Regions from separate parts of the Sus scrofa genome. Here regions 1 and 2 are each linked to region 3. The links are chromatin contacts, called in public Hi-C maps. All regions are on one chromosome and are shown on one strand. Each heading gives the region's core, a stretch centred on a gene start, on an enhancer-like site or on the middle of the called end of the contact. The rest is flanking DNA. Distances are from core to core; before and after follow the strand shown. Region 1 holds the start of C2H19orf70 (chromosome 2 open reading frame, human C19orf70). Region 2 holds the start of SAFB (scaffold attachment factor B1). Region 3 holds the start of NDUFA11 (NADH:ubiquinone oxidoreductase subunit A11).

Region 1 (3,571 bases), core at 967-3,466, 160 kb after region 3:
TTCCCTCTGCGAGGAATGCTCTTCCCAAATATAACCCAATGGCTCGCTCTTTCAAGTGTCACCGCAAAAATCACCTGCTCAGAGGGCACTTCCCTGGCTTCCTTCTCTAAAACACCTGTTCCCAGTCCCCCTCTCTCCCCTACCTGTAGAACTTTCTTCTTCTGGGTATTTGTCATCCCCTGAAATCACCCTGATGATTTGTTACGTGTTTAGGATCCCTCACTCCCCTTAAACTCAGCTCCATGAAGGCTGGAAGGAAACAGAAACCTGCCTCTGTGTTGCTCACTTTTTTTTCCTTTTTTGGCCACCCTGCAGCATATGGAGCTCCCAGGCCAGGGTCAGTTCCAAGCCGCAGTTGCGAACTAAGCCAGAGCTGCAGTGATGCTGGATCTTAAACTCACAGTGTCTGGCTGGGGATTGAACCTGCATCCCAGAGCTCCCAAGACACTGCCAATCCTATTGTGCCACAATGGGAACTCCTGTGCTGATCACTTTTGGATCTTCGATGTCCTAAACTGCCAGACATGCAGTAAGTGCTGACTATATACTAGACTGGCCCAAAGTGATAGGAGGAATGTGAGAGCTGGGGGAAGCTCAGAAAAACAACTTGGTCTGGAGATATCCAGAAGGAATAGGATATGGCAGACAGATGTGCCCATGACACCAGGTTAAGATGTGATTTCAGCTGTGGGAGCTGATTTACTTGTTCCAGGGAGAACGGGCCAGGTGCTTTAAGTTCAGTGGATCATGGGCCTCCCCTGAAAAGGGCACAGGCCAATCATATATCTTGGAGTTTCTATCCTATGAATTCCATGGGGCAAAGAAGAGAGGTAGACTTCTAGAACCCAGGAGGCTGAGAGGTGGTGGCCTTGGGGAGCCCCCATATCTCCAAGCACTAAATCAGTCCTACCTCCTTTGTCCCTACGGCAAAGTTCCATCTGCCTTCTCTCTGGCTCTCGCATCTTCACACTCCCTTCCTCCCACTCTATTCTCTCCAAGCAGCCATAGGGATCTTTGTCCAAAAAAATTCTGGAATGTTCCTTCCTGCTCCAAACCCTCCCAAGGCGTCTCACTGTCCGAAATGGAGACCGTTTCCTCACCTTAGCCCACAAGACCCAGAAGGTCTGGCCGCTGCCTTTCTGTTCATCCTCATTTACCCTACGTCCTATCTATGAATCTTCCAGTTCACAGAAAAATGAACTCCTCGGCCTTACCCATTCACGCCGGCGTCCCCTCAGCAGGGGACGATCTGCCACTTCCAGGGAAAGCCCTGAAGGGCCTCAGCTTAGCCCTCTTTCAACCGGGTCCTGAACACAGCAGCCCCGCAAGGGCTGGGTGATAGCTAGGTGGGTGGATGAACGAATGGATGGATGAAACACCCAGGCTGCAAAGAGGGAGGAAAAGCGGAAACCTGATCCTTACAGAACCGACTGGCCTCCGGACCTCGCCCGGCCTCAGTTTCCCATCTGGACAAAGAGGGCGTGCAGCCCACTGCATGCTCACAACCGCGCACTCACCCACTCAGTTTCTCCCGCCGTCCAGTGGGGCTGGGGTCCGGGCTTGGGAGCCACGCGCGTACCTCCCCGCCCTCGCGGTGTCGGGATGGCCGCCGACCGCGCCCCCTCCAGTAGGGTCTGAGTCACGTGACCCAGAGCCCACCTACTCAGGGGGAGGGGCTAGACTTTTGGAATCTCCGCGCCCGGCGTTGCCGGGCAACAGCCTCAGCCTGGCTACCTTCTATCCCCGCCCCTGTAGTGAAGCCACACTGATTCGACCACGTGACTAAGGCCCGCCTGTCTCCTAAATTCCGCCTTCGTGTTGCCGTGACAACCGGCTTTCCAGTACTCTCTTCCCAGGCCTGCGCTGGTGGATCTCCCAGGTGCCGAAATTTCGTGTGTCACCCTCAGGTCTTACTCCAGACACCCAACTCCTCTTTCCCTCACGTCACCACGGCCATTCCGCTCCGAACTGCATTTCCCAGGAGGCTTGGCCGCTTAAACTAGCTTTCCAGAGCCTTACTGGACGTGACAACTACTTTTCCCAGACAGCTTTGCGGCTGCCGGCCCCGAAGACTAAGGTTCGAGGACTCATTTTGCAGCGGAACAGAAACCCCTCTCTGGCGTCTCGCAGCCGAGACTTCATGTCCCGGAGGCCTTTGCGCCTGACAGGCGACCACGCTTCCCAGAGGCCTCTGCGGCGCCGCGACCGGAAGCGGCGGGCGAGCCGAGTGTCCTTGCGCACGGAGCTGAGTGATCATGGTACCTCGAGTGTGGTCGCTGATGAGGTTCGTGGGGCTACTGGGCGGGCCTCAAGCCCCCAAAATATTTACTTCTGTGGGCACCCCCATCTGGTTTGCTTACGACCGGCTCTTCGCTGCCGTAGTGTCAGGTTTCCCGTGTCGGTTCAGACAGGGTGGAGCTTACCGAGTTCTCCCTCCTGTCGCCGCCTTCCCGCTTCCTAGCGACTCCTTCCCTCTGCATTCCGTACACTAGACCCGTCCGAGTTTCAGCTGCCTGATCTGTAAAATGGGAGTGTCGCACGCGTTTGTTGGGAAGTTAATGTGCACCCAGAGCAGCGTTTGACACAGGAAACGACCAGGGACCCCCGCTGGCTCCTCTCGGAGCATCCCTCTCGGGGCTGGAAGGTAGAAAGCGGTCAGTGGTCTTGTTTTCACTGACCCCTGCCCTCTGCAGGATCTCAAGTGACATTGTGCCTCTCCAGGCTTCAGTTTACTAAACAGAGCTGAGTACCCCTGCCTTTTGTACACTCTAAGTGTTGTGCATGGGAGGGCTCATGCACGCCTCTTGGCTCCCAAGGTGCCCTGTGCTTCCCCATTAGCTGCCTGGCTTCAGGTATGTCACTCTTTGGACTTGAGCCCCCCACCCCTACCCTGTGGTTCCTTTCCTTCCATGCAGGTTCCTCATCAAGGGCAGTGTGGCTGGGGGCGCTATCTACCTGGTATATGACCAGGACCTGCTGGGGCCCAGCGACAAGAGCCAGGCTGCCCTTCAGAAAGCCGAGGAGGTGGTCCCCCCTGCTGTGTACCAGTTCAGCCAGTACGTGTGCGAGCAGACTGGCCTGAAGATACCCCAGGTACCCCGAGCTGGGATCAAGACTAAAGCTTGGTGGGAGCTGGGGTGTCTGCTCTGGGGTGGTCTTTGATCCTGGTCCCTTGATCCTCTGCCATGGGGCTTGTGCTGCTCTCCCTGCCTGTGAGGGCGGATGGGGCTGCTGGGCCTTACTCTTTCAGCAGCCCCTTCTCCCTCTCTCTTCCCAGCTCCCAGCCCCTCCAAAGTTTAACTTTCACATACGGGACTACTGGAATTCAGGTAGGCCCCAGGCCATCTACCTGGGGGGTTGGCTGCAGATACCTCCCACCTTCCTTCTTGGCCATTTCTTTTCGTCACTCCCTGTCCAACTCTGTGTGCACCTCCTGTGGATCTGAAGGAGAAAAGGAGGTGGAGATTCCAGGGAGGTGGGAGCCAGATGGCGCCTCCTTTGAGGGCCTGAGGCCACAACAGAGCGAGTGTGGCCTTTGCCTGTTTTCCTTGCATGGAATTGACAGAGCTGC
Region 2 (3,416 bases), core at 694-3,193, 200 kb after region 3:
GTTGACAAGAGGTCCTGGAGGCTACTAACGACATGGATGGGGGGGCAGGGGGCGGTGCCTTCAACCCTCATCCTGCTTGCATCTTTTCCAGGTAAACATCTTAATCAAATGCCTAACCTGTCTGAGTAAAGGAAGTTAGTATCCATACTGAAAGAAACACAGGCTTTCTGAGTTAGACCCAACTGACTCAAGGGAAGTAATTCACCACTCCCAAGCCTGAGCTTCTCAACCAGATAATAGAAAATAATCCCCATTTCCTCTAAATAGCAATTAATAAATAACCCCCCAATCCTCAGTTGTTTGGGAGGCAGGAGGGTGGAATGAGTCACAAACCGCACCGTCTGGAGGGCTTGGGGGTGGGGTGGGGGGTGTTGGATTAAGTGGCAAGGCTTAGCGATTACACGGAAGACCCAAGACAAGTGTCTCTAGGTTGCAAAAAGGCAAAGAAAGAAGCCACAGGAATAAAGCAAACCATAGGGTGAAACAGAAAGGCGCCAACATTTACTTAAACTCACTGCTCTTCACACGCATCCCTCAGAACCCCTCAAGACAGGGGTTAGAACCACCCTCTGCCGCTTGCCAATATCAAACGGTGGCACAGAAAGAAAAGTGACTTGTAACAGCGATCCTACTACCTCTGAGTGTTTACATGTGCTAGGCAACACGCCAAGCCTGTTTCATGCCATCTTACTTAATCCTAGCACGGAAGAACTATTACTTTCCTCTTCGAACACAAAAAGAAACAGGATCGAGAAGGGGTAGTAAATGTCTTCCATGCCCAAGATCAGGCCCCTGGGCCTGGCAGGGGCCTGATCTCTCCCCAACCCTCTATGTTCTATCTCGCGATTGCTAACTGCACTTCCCTTTGCATGCTGTGTCCCCGAGTCCGTGCTGGAAGGTCCCTAAGCCGTTTTTTCTCTCTCTTGGAAGATTTTTTTCGGAACGATTACTTTAACAGTTCATTCAAGGCTTCTAGGCCATAACGGATCAAGGAGCATCTATCTTCCCAAAGGAGAACCGCGCGGCCCGCACGGGCTCAGGGAATCAGACGGCTTGGGTTCAAATCCCCACCTCCCCACTCGGGTCGAATGACCTTGGCCCAGTCCCCACGCCGCGGAGGAAATGAGGATTTCAAGGTTCCGCGTCCACTTTCGCAGACTGGGATGAAACCAACCAAAAAAAAAATCCCTAAAAAACAGTGAATGATGCGGAAAACACAGGCCTTAGCCGATGTCACCCGTCACCCCAAACTTCCCCCGTTCGCTTCCCCAGTCTCGCCCCGATGCGACTCTAGACTTCGAACCTGGAGCTCCCGCCGGAGCCAGAGAGAAGCCGGGAGAAGCGCTGAGCGCCAGGCCCAAAGCAGGCCGCAGACAGGGCCGGGGGCGGACCCCGAGGCCAGGACGCCACCGTCGTGGCTGCCGGGGTCCCCCAACCCACTTCCTGCCCACCCCCAAGGCCCCGGCTCCACCTTTTTGAGCCGCTCCATCAAAACGCTCTTGTTGCCGCTCGAGTCCAGATTCCGTTTCCTCAGCTCCGCCCGCAGATCAATCACCCGCAGGTCGCTGAGGCGCCGCGTCCCGGTCTCCGACGAGGCGGAACTCAGAGCGGCTGCGCCCGCCGCACTCGAATCGCCTAGGCCTGACAGAGCCTCCGCCATTCCAGGGACCCTGGCTCCGCCGCCCACTTCACACAGAACCGGGCAGGATTTATCTCGGCTTCTAGCACAAAATGGCGCCGCCTGCGAGGGAACCGCTCCAGCCGCCCCGGCGCGCCTCGCTCCTGCGCAGGCGCACCCGGCGCGGGTTCGACGCTCCCGGTCGCGTCTGCCCATGCGTGGTGAGAGACTTGGGGAACTGCGCGCAGGCGTGTTGCGTTTTGCTGGCCTCCCGCCGCGATCAGCCGGCACACATGCGTACTGCAGTTACGGCGCCTGCGCGTTGTGCCGGGTCACGTGCGTTTGGTCGACGCGCTAGCGTGCTTGCTGCTAAGAATCCCGGTAGGGGCCGCACGCATGCGCTGCCGGAAAAACTGGGCGGGAGGAAGCGAGTGCGTTTTCCTCGCCGGCGGCGCCATTTTGTGTTCAGAGCCGCTACTGCCGCCGGCGGTGTGAGGAGTAGGTGGCGGAGACGGGGTGCCCGGGATGGCGGAGTCTCCGGCAGGGTCCGGTGACTCGGGTTCTGGCACGGCCAGTGTCGTCTCGGGCGCTTCAGAAGCCGGGACGCGGCGGCTCAGCGATCTGCGGGTGATCGATCTGCGGGCGGAGCTGAAGAAGCGGAACCTGGACACGGGTGGCAACAAGAGCGTCCTGATGGAGCGACTCAAGAAGGTGAGGCAACCAGGGGCCCTGGGGTGGCGCAGGAAGCTGGGGCACGCCCCCGAGCGGGCCTGTCACCGTGACTCCCGGGCCCGGGGCGCCTCCGGCCCGCTTCTCGTGGCCGAACCCAGCCCGAGCTGTCAGGGACCGCGGGGATCCGGCTGTGTGACCTTGGCTCGTCACCGCTTCTCTCTGTGTCTTACCTCCTCCTTTTTTTCTAGTTAGTCGTTTCAAGAGCGCTGAAAGCCCACTATAGCTGCAGGGTGGCTTCTAGACTGCACCCGGGGTTTGGGTTGGAGACTGTTTGTGTGACCTTGGACAAGTGCTTTCCGTTACTTGCTCTTGTTTCTTGTCTTGGAGATCCAAGAGAGAAAGATCCTTTGAGGTTTTCTGTCTTGGAGAGGTTTTCTTTCTTGGAGATCCAAGACTGAAGATCCTTTGAGATTTCTCGGGGTGGAGGGTGCTTTGCTGGGTCCTGCCCCAGGACCTTTGTTCCTCCCTTGCTTTTCCCCCGGACTGCTCCTCTCCCAGGTCAACAACTGTCTGGCGCCTTGTCATTTTGGGGTCTGAGATGTCGAGTCGCCGACCAGCCTCCCTAAGTTCTGCTGCACTTCCCTGACTCCATATCGCACCATCCTGTGTTTATTGCTCCCACCTCAGGGGCACTTGACACAAACTGGGGCGGGGCGTTGTCATTTCCCAAGTCAGAACTAGCTTCTTGAGGATCAGGACCTTGTGAGTTCCCTGGGTTCGCCGCGCCTCCCCAGGCCCAGAAGGCACTGGGATACTTGTTGAGTGGAACCACTAACCTCTCCTCTACCCAGGTTGATGGGTGTTTTTCTACCTCAGGTCAAAGATGGCTGGGTTGACCAGCTCCTCAGCCCTTTGCCCCTGCCGCCTTTCTGCCTGTTACTTTGTTGACTTAGAGCAGAGGCATTTTGGAGGTTAGGGGTCATTTTGGAACTTGTCATTGACCCTGTTTCTGAACTGTCTGTCTTTTGGGTGAGGAGCCCAGAAAGAACTAGGGGGTACTGGGATCATCCTGTGCCTTTGGGGTTTGCAGCCCAGATAGCAGAACCAGACTTGTTTTTTGCAAGGA
Region 3 (3,389 bases), core at 546-3,045:
CTTAACCTCTAGGCCACCAAGGAACTCCAAATCAGCCCCACGTTGTAACTGCCTAGGAATGTATCTGCTTGAGGGCAAGGCTGCATAGATCTCACTGATGTGACCTGATAACCAGCACAGTGCCTGGCACATAGCAGGTGCTCAGTAAAGCTGAAGTAATCCAACCAGCCCTGACTTTTTTCCCACCTGGGCCTCAGCACCTCCTTTGTCCCTGGGCACCTGTCTCATCCCTTTCAATCCTTCAGCTACAGGGATTCTTCAAAACGGCTGATATGATCTCATCCTCCTCAAGAACCTGCTGTAGCTCTCTGCACCACTCAGGACCAGCCAATTTTGCCTAGTGGTAAAACAGGCCCTGTTTAAGTTAGCTATTCACGTTTGTGTGACATCCCTCAACCTTACACACTGATGACTAATTCAAATATTTTAGTGTTTGTCAATCCCACCAGTAGTCCAGCTCCACGTGAATGCACGATTTCCCTGGCCGGTCCTCCTTTTCAATATAGGCTCTGCCTCCGCCCACCTCTTCCGAGAAGTCCACCTGGCGGGCCCAGAGCCTCACCGGTCCTTGGCGCGGCCCAGCTCGTCCAGGGCGGCGCGCAACTGCTGGTCGTGGCGGGCCAGGCGCTCCGCCTGGGCACGCACCGTCCGCTCCGCCGCATCCAACCGCGCCTCCAGCTCCGCCGCGCGCCTGTGCACCGCCGCCAGGTGTGCGTTTGCCTCGCGGATTTGCAGAGGTGGCGGCGCTGACATGGCCCCTGCTGCTGTCCAGGCCCGGCCACGCCCACAGGCGGCCCGGAACAAGCCTAAGCCAAGCCCCCTGGAGGACCGCGCCCGCCCTAGAGGTCCGTCCAGGACTTCGGCGTGATTGGCCATAACCCTCTCTAGGCTCCGCCCCCAGGGTGCGCCTTCCTCAAACCCAAACACCCTCACTGGTTCCAGCAACTCAAAACTCCGCCCCTGAGCCCGGCCTAACTCCAAGATTGGCCAAAGTCTTGACAAACCACGCCCCAAAGATGTCGTCACGTTCCAGCTCTGGCCACTGGATTGGTCATCCCTTAGAGACAGGCACCGCCCTACTCAGACGCTAACGCGCGAAGTTGGTCAGAGCCCACAAGCTTGACCACGCCCCAGAACCGCCCCTTAGGCAAAGGTACAGCTCGGGATCAGTCAAGTCCCCTCCAGGTTCTATTTCCGTTCTGGTCACGCCTCAAGCCTAGGACCTCCTACAACCCGCCCAGGAGTTGGACTAGCCACAGACTGGGCACGGACCTAGTCTCCCTAAGAATCCTAGTACTGGAATTAGTACTTTCGCATTAAACCCAAGAACCTGGCCACGCCCCCAAATAGTCGCATGCGGTTCAGACTCCGGTTTAAGACTGGCCACAGGACATGACCACGCCTCCCCACAGATTCTGGCTCTGGGAGTGGCCATATCCCCTCTATGCCCCGCCCCATCTTGAGGTCTCGCTCCTATCAAGTGGAGCCTCTCATCTGTGCGCCTGGATAGGCTTAATACCTGTGATGCTCCCGCCCTTAGGCCCCACCTCTGGGAGTCAAATCTTTCCCGGCCCAGGTCCTTCTGAACTGGAATTAGCAACATTTCACTGGTCCTGGTCGGCCTCAGTTTCCCTCTTCAGAAATCGGCCAGGGGTGCACGTGCACTTTACCGCCAGTTCAGGCTGCAGCACTTGAGCGCTGCGCGTGTCCACATCCGCGGCGCTCAATAAAGTTGCTCGCATGTTGCCTGCCAGCCCGCACGAGAGGATGCGCGCGCCGCCTGGGAAGTCTCGCGAGAGCAAGCGGCGTTCGCCCTTGGGCTCTAGGAGCAGGCGGCTGGTACAGTTCGGGACCAGGGGTTCGCGGTCATGGCCAAGACGCTTCTTCACAAGTACTCGGATATCCCCGAAGGCACCGAGTGCCACCGCAAGGCCTATGCCAGCACCAGTATCGGTGGTGCCACTGGTGAGCGCCGGCCGGGTCCCGAGGGCGGAGGGCGTAGGGAGGTCTTCGGGTCACTAGGGGCTGCCCGAGGGCGTCTTGAAGGGTCTGTGGATCTCGCAGCGTGGCATATGGTTGTCGGGGGGTCTAGGGCGGCCTTGGGACCCTGGGAGGGCTCTTATACAAGGTGCACTTTGTGGGGGTGACGGACAATTTAGAGGGCGCAGAAAGGTCATAGAGTCATTGAGAGCTGCCCGAGGAGGGGTCCCATGGGGACTGGGAGTGTCGCAGAGTGCTATGTGGTCGTCGGGAGCGTCTGTGAGAGAGAGCTTGTGGGGAGGTCCAGCGAGGTTGGAGGACCCCGGGAGGCCATGGTACATGTGACAAACTGGTCACTGGAGTCGTCAGAGTCTCTGGGTGCTGATATTGTAAAGTTATGGTGGAAGCGCTCACCAGGCTCTGGAGAAATGGCTGAGTGGAACGTGGCCAGTTATTAGGGCCAAAGGAGCTGAGGGTTGAGACTTTCCATCTGGGTGACTTTGAGATTATTTGGGAGGATCATGGGTTATTATTGAGGCGTCTGAGGGGAGAAGTTGGCAAAGGTTCTGGAGTGGGATTGGGCCTTTTTAGAGTCCAAGAGAGCTAGGTGGTCTTAGACATCTGAAGCTTTTATTGGGGCCACAAGAGGGGTTATAGGGGCCCTGAGGAGATGATAAATGAAGTGGATCAGCAGCCACTGTAAGGTAGGCCTTGGCAGGGGTGTCAGGGGACCCACAGCCCTGGCATTCCCCTGCAGGGGAGACCACAGAGTCTCACCTCTTCCAGTCCCCTTCCCAGCCTCAGTCTGAGATGTAGAATACGATTTTGGCCACCTCTGTATCTCTAGCTCCTGAAACAGGGCCTGGCAGAATTTGAGTCTACACTGGGAGGCACTTGCATTAGGGTAGAACTAATAAAATGCTACCATTTTCTGTGTATTTAGTAAGATCAACCCATTTTTCAGAGGCGGAAACTGAGGGTTAAGGAGGTGGGTGAACTTCCCTGGAGTCTTTTGGAGCTGGGCTGCAAATTTGGGTCCACTGGTCTGCTCCCGGGGTTGACTGGGACAAAGAATGTGCCTCCAGGGTCCTTATGAAGGTGGAGTCCCAGCGGATGGGTTCTGTGACATCTGCTCGAATAACACGTTGTTGGGATGGTTGGGTGTGTGGTGGGGTCTCTCTCTAAGCTGGGGGCGCTTAGCCCTGGAGGGCTGGGCAGTCTGTGTGGTGGACCATTGTAGGGTAACATTATTCTGGAGGATTCATAAGGGGGGGGATATTGACATTGGGGAGTGCCCAACAGAACTTTATGGAGGGTCCTGGTTGTGTCCCAGGGGAGACTAAAGCAGGAGGGGGTGGCACTGGGGGAGATTAGGGAAGGTGAATGGTTTGGAGGATTTCAAACTGAGA

Evidence for each region. A called contact is a pair of places that touch in the nucleus more often than the background predicts.
Region 1: a contact with region 3 is called in a Hi-C map of liver, with 5 times the contacts expected there. The contact joins the promoter of C2H19orf70 here to the promoter of NDUFA11 in region 3. A contact is called at or near these places in 5 of 47 Hi-C or Micro-C datasets (embryonic fibroblasts, epiblast stem cells, heart right ventricle and 2 more) and 1 of 2 datasets of contacts at active chromatin or transcription factors (alveolar macrophages).
Region 2: a contact with region 3 is called in a Hi-C map of liver, with 2.9 times the contacts expected there. The contact joins the promoter of SAFB here to the promoter of NDUFA11 in region 3. A contact is called at or near these places in 3 of 47 Hi-C or Micro-C datasets (blood, heart right ventricle and liver) and 1 of 2 datasets of contacts at active chromatin or transcription factors (alveolar macrophages).

Annotation. Positions count from the first base shown.
Region 1 is chr2:73,292,996-73,296,566 of Sscrofa11.1, forward strand. C2H19orf70 (chromosome 2 open reading frame, human C19orf70) reads left to right here and starts at 2,217. Exons shown (of 4, transcript NM_001097463.2): 1 at 2,217-2,284; 2 at 2,916-3,093; 3 at 3,278-3,329. The coding sequence starts at 2,256. It overlaps HSD11B1L (hydroxysteroid 11-beta-dehydrogenase 1-like protein), which reads right to left and starts at 1,682. Exons shown (of 9, transcript XM_013994748.2): 1 at 1,518-1,682; 2 at 1,215-1,384. The coding sequence starts at 1,218.
Region 2 is chr2:73,332,551-73,335,966 of Sscrofa11.1, forward strand. SAFB (scaffold attachment factor B1) reads right to left here and starts at 1,944. Exons shown (of 21, transcript XM_021084024.1): 1 at 1,472-1,944. The coding sequence starts at 1,834. SAFB2 (scaffold attachment factor B2) reads left to right here and starts at 1,992. Exons shown (of 18, transcript XR_002341685.1): 1 at 1,992-2,329.
Region 3 is chr2:73,129,234-73,132,622 of Sscrofa11.1, forward strand. It overlaps NDUFA11 (NADH:ubiquinone oxidoreductase subunit A11), which reads left to right and starts at 1,796. Exons shown (of 4, transcript NM_001244924.1): 1 at 1,796-1,965. The coding sequence starts at 1,869.